2 separate regions of the Macaca mulatta genome follow, and region 1 is linked to region 2. Evidence: chromatin contacts called from public Hi-C data. All regions are on one chromosome and are shown on one strand. Each heading gives the region's core, a stretch centred on a gene start, on an enhancer-like site or on the middle of the called end of the contact. The rest is flanking DNA. Distances are from core to core; before and after follow the strand shown.

The links. A called contact is a pair of places that touch in the nucleus more often than the background predicts.
Region 1: a contact with region 2 is called in a Hi-C map of fetal cortex germinal zone, with 2.6 times the contacts expected there. The contact joins the promoter of HPF1 here to the promoter of CLCN3 in region 2. A contact is called at or near these places in 4 of 14 Hi-C or Micro-C datasets (CD4 T cells, cortical neurons, fetal cortex germinal zone and 1 more).

The regions. Positions count from the first base shown.
Region 1 is chr5:178,224,054-178,226,753 of T2T-MMU8v2.0, reverse strand. It overlaps HPF1 (histone PARylation factor 1), which reads left to right and starts at 1,343. Exons shown (of 8, transcript NM_001260760.2): 1 at 1,343-1,430. The coding sequence starts at 1,383.
Region 2 is chr5:178,087,375-178,090,074 of T2T-MMU8v2.0, reverse strand. It overlaps CLCN3 (chloride voltage-gated channel 3), which reads right to left and starts at 1,448. Exons shown (of 13, transcript XM_015139499.3): 1 at 957-1,448.

The DNA of each region.
Region 1 (2,700 bases), core at 94-2,593, 140 kb before region 2:
CAGCCAAGAAGGTCCACGATCTAAATAACAAATTTCAAAAAAAGAAGAGCTATAATAAGGGGGTGGGTAGAAGAAATGATGAAATAAATAATACCAGAAGAATTCCCATAACTGAAGAACATATGTTTCAGGATTGAAAAACTGACCAATAGGAATGAGAAAAGACCCCTAACCAGGACACTAGATTGTGTCTTAGAACACTGTGAATAAAGAAAAGATCCTAAAGCTTCTTGAGACAAAACAAAACAGAAACGAAAGTGGTTTACATATCAAGAAATTTAGTGACCTGTGAAGGAGAAGGAAATATAATGACGTAGAGTTTCTCAGCAATTCTGGAAGCTAAAATATTGTGGAGCAAGCCCTCCAATATTCCGGGTGAAAATTATTTTCAACCTAGAACTCTGTGCTCAGCCAGAATAAAAACAGTTCCAGATATGCACGCTCTGTGGGAAAAAAGACCTGGCAGCAGCCTCCCTTAAGGAACTATTGGCGGCTATGTTCCACAACATGAGGATATATAATCAAGAAAAAGGAAGACACAGATTCAGGAAATAGAGAACTCATCTCAGGAATGAGGAATAAGACCTTCCCATGATGGATGTGAAGGAGGCCCAAGGACATCAGTTGAGAGCTGTGCCTTCCAGATTTTGATGTGCATAGGAATTACCAGGGGATCTTGTTGCAATGCAGATACTGATTCAGTAAGTCGGGGTAGGGCCTGAGATTTGGCGTTTTTAACAAATTCCCTCAGGATGCTGAGGCTGCTGGTTCAGGTACTACACTTTGCGTATCAGGGGTGTAGAGAAAAAACAGTCCAAATTGTACCTATAAGACGACGGTACGAAGACAGAGACCGACAGACATTGATTTCCTTCTTGGAGATAATCGGGATTGAATTAGTGTAAGCCAATAACCGTAAAGTAGGGGAGAGAGAGGGATGGGGGAGAAGGAGAAAAGGATTAATATTTTAAGTAAATATAATTGAAGAAAAAACAAGGAAGGGGCTGTATTGAGGACAGCCGCATACATCCAAACTTGCCTCTAGTAGACACCTAAAGAGGAAGGTTGGACCATTCTAACGGATTCAGATTCAGGAGTCTAGGGGGTCTCTGGAGCGAGCCTGGAAGATGCTCCTGAAAGCCTAGATGCAGACTACGCAGACAGAAGACGCTCCTTTCCCGCGCCCATTAGGGGAGTGGGCGGGGCCTCAATGCGCCCGGCGCCAGGTCTCAGGGGGCGGGGAATGGGCGGGGCCTTTCCCCTAAATTGGCGCGCCCCGGCGGCGCTGAGATTCGGATTGGAGGCTTTTGAACCCGGAAGCAGTTGGGGGCGCTCGGAAGCGGCCGCGTATCGGGGAATTCTGCTGGCGCTGCAGCTGCAGAATGGTCGGCGGTGGCGGGAAGCGCAGGCCCGGCGGGGAGGGGCCGCAGGTACTGCCGGAAAGGCTGTGCGGGCTACGCGGGGCGCTTTGGGTGACAGCTAGGGCACCAGGAGGCAGCGCGTTTCATTCATCCAGTGATTATTAAGCTTGCTGTGTGTCTGGGGGCTGCGGTTTGCTGCGGGGACCCTGCCCAGGGCCGCTGTTTCGCGCCCTGCAGGGGGTTGGACAAGGAAAGTAGGGCTTCCGCGTCTTCTGCCCAGCTCCTCTTGGCGCATTTCCTGGGGAAACGGATTAAGCCAGCCGGCGGTTCATTCATTCGCCCAACCAGATTGATGGGGAACCGATTACATTCTAGACATTGTGCGGGACGCTGCGGATTCGGGGTCAACCCGCCTGCCCCTGCTCCTTGAGCCCCCGGCCTGGGGAGGAGGGGCACAAGCGAATACGCAGTCTACTGTTACTTTTTTGTTTGGGATTATAAAGCTGGTGTGTAAAAAGTGCTATGGAAACACTGAAGGAGGATTTAACAAGTCCCAGGGGGTGTTAAAGAAGACTTTTAAGACAACTCTTTGAAAAAGGGTTTTGAAGGCAGATGAATAAGATTTTGAGACAAAAAACTAGGAGATGTTTGGGCTTAGCGGAGCGTTCGGCTTGGCTAGAGCCAGGGAAATGGGAAAGAGGGACCTGATCATAAAAGCACTACTGAGAGGGGAGGACGAGAAAGTATGTGCATTCTCTCGTACTTTACTACGATTTCGGAAGTTCTGTAACCTCCACAGTAGCAATAAGGGGAATCAGGCAGGAAAGAGGTGCCGTTGTGATAACTAAAGTTTTAGAAAAATTCCTCTGGCAGTGCCATAAATCGGACAGGGTGAGACAGTCTTAGAGGGGTTAAATAACTGTTAAAGGGCTGTGCGTATAGGCATTCTTCATATTGGCTCATGCACTCTAGGAATACCAGGGCAAAGAAGAAGAGTAGCCTCCGAAGGGGACAGGTGTTCTAAATTCTAGTTGTTAGGGATATGGAGATGCTGAACTAGTGTGTGAGTTAAGGCACAGCTGAAAAAATTCTCTTTGAAGGTGCAGTGAAGAACTGCTTTGGTGGAGTGATGTGCTTAACTAGAAATACAATACCAGAAATGAAGATGAGTCTATAGAGACTATAACCATAAAGGCCAGCATTTGTGTATTATGTGCTAGGACTGCCCTGTATATTTTTACATATAATAACATTCCTTGTAACAACCCCGTGATATAGGCACTGTATGCCCTTTTTTGCAGATGAGAAAAGAAAACACAGGTTATGTAACTTGCCTAAG
Region 2 (2,700 bases), core at 199-2,698:
AATATCTGTAGGTCACACACATGGTTTTTAAAGCTATATTTTAGAACAAGACACTGAGTAGCAGCAGCACCTTTTAAGATGAAAGTCAACAACATATACACAAGTACTTTAACTCCCATACGTACTCTTGAATTGAACAAATACTATTTTGTAGTGACTCACAAAGGCACCTAGAATTGACCGATAGTTATCTCCATACCGACCTCATAAAAAAAATATTCTAAATTAACTCTTTAAAGATGAAAGTAAAAGCAATTCTGGAAAGATTCAACAATTATACAAGTCACAATGATGCTGCAGTAACTGAACTGCATAGCTCAAAAAGTTTACGTTTGTAGAACTGAACTTCTGAATTACGTATCTATGTAAAAGGTATGGTCACTGTTGATTCAATGCCATGAACAGGAATTTCTTTCCAAAGGAAACAGAAATCTCAGTTTCTAATATGCACAATACGTATGTAATTATCTTCTATGTGCTCCGCAGTTTTAAAATGCCATACAAATAAAGCATACCACATGCAAAGCTAATTTCTGAGATTCTAAGGCAGTTTCTGGTCAAGTTTAAGATCAAACCACAAATATATACACACACAAAATATTTTACATACACATACATCTAAAGATAGAAAAAATGAATATTATTTTTAAATTGGGGAAAATTAGGCGAAAGTTAAACCCACTCCTCTAAGTTTAAAGTTAATCTTCTCCTGGAACCCACTTCCATTCTATTCAGAGGTCCTTCGACGGTTCCTGAAGCAGATGTGTGAAATTTTAAAGAATGTCTGAGGGTATACACCTAATCAGGATGGGTTTGCATCCCAATTCATGATGTACCTTTCAACATTATGTAGGTACATTATAAGAGAAACCAAGATGAGGGCTGTGGCCTCATAGTTGACCCAAAATCTGTGAACAGGAGAGCTGACGAATCTTCGCTCATACAATGCAACTCACCTCGCAGCTCAGAGACATAGCAAAATCGGTGGCTGTTTTTTGCGCTGCCTTTGGATTCTGCATCTGTTTCAAACCTAAAACCTAGCTTCCCTGGGAGCTCCACCGAAGAAAACCTGACACAACGAAAACTATCGCGATTTAAAAGATACCTGACGTTTTCTACTGCAGAGGTTACGGAAATTTTGCCAGATTGGACTTTTATTGTCCTCCTTCAAACACGGGAGCAACATGAAGTTAAATCCTCTCGCTCTGGAGATCCCTAGAGTCAACCTGCTTCTGCCCAAAATTAAAAATAAAAATCTTCAACCTCACTTCCCCTTAAGACTAAAACTGAATCCATGCCCTAACTCGGGAGTAAAGTAGGACGGCTTTCAACCCACCACACCCTTCTTGATCATTATTCCGGGTCGCGGGCGAACTAGAACACTGGGAAAGGGTCTGCAAGTTCCGGACCGGACCGGCCCTGACCCACGGAAGGGGAAGAGAAACGGCAAGAGTCAGAACCCGACAGGTACGTCCCCAGCGTCGACGCGTGACGTCACTACGTTGACGTGAACGGCCGTTCAGCGACGGCCGTCCCAACACCTCCTCCTCCGACCACTCTCTGAGCCGCGTCGGCGCCTATTGGGCGGCGTGGGAATGGTGGGCGGGCCGAGGCTGGGTCTCGAGGAGGAGGAGCCGAGCGAGCTCCCTGGCTCTGAGGGCCGCCGGGGTGTGAAGCTTTTCATTAGCGATTAGCTCACGTCACTCACGCATTCCTGTTTGCCCTGCCGCTGACCTCGCGCGAGGCGGCCAGCTTGTGGGAGACGTTTTCGTGAGGCAACAGGCGCTGACCGTTCCCAGCGTCACGCGGAGTTCGGATCCATTCCAGCGAGAGACCACAGCGTCCGGGAGCAAGCAGCTTGTGAAACTCTGGCAGGCATCAGCCTTGAAAATAAAAAGTATTGATAGCTGTTGACGAGCACAGGTTCCTAAAACTTAGATCGAAGAGAAGTGCCAGCCTTCGGAAATAAACCAGGACCAAAAGTCCCCTGTGCTTATAGGTGACGTGCGGGCCGGGAGTGCGGTGGTGTCACCTCGCTTTGTATGTCATCGCCGGGTGTGTGCCTAACATACATACAAAAAGGATAACTCGAATTTAGCTATCACGCATTTTCAAAATACTGCTTGGAAATTAAATGTTTGAAGAAAAGATGTAATCTGGGGTTTCTACACGGTCTGAATTGGTTTCATTTCCGTTTAGCAACTTTTATTGAGCTCCCAGCGTGGGTCATACAATTCAGTAAACCTGATCCCGTGTTCAAGGAGCTATATTCCGATGCAGGGGCAGGGCGGATGCAGTGGAAGAATGGTGGCCACAGCAGTAGCATGCTAATAGCCTGGTGAGCAGATACAGGTTTTGCATTTCTTTGGTGAGATCACTTTTGAGTGTTACCACTGGGTGGCAGAATTAAGACCCGTGAACGTTTAATATCTCCTGTGTATTTAGTATGTTATGAATATATACTGATTAATGAATATTAAGTGCGTGTTGTATATTTTACGCCTCATCAATATTAAATATGACCTGGTCTCGCCAGACTTTTCTATTTTTACGTATATGTGCTCCACTGACTGTTTTGCAGGCTAGTAACACGTGAGTTTTGTTCTATTTCTTCTAAGGCAGAATTGAATATTCTCAAAGACAGTTCTGGGCTTCAGAGCTGGTATAGTACCCATGGTGGTGATCACAGTGCAGTCAAGC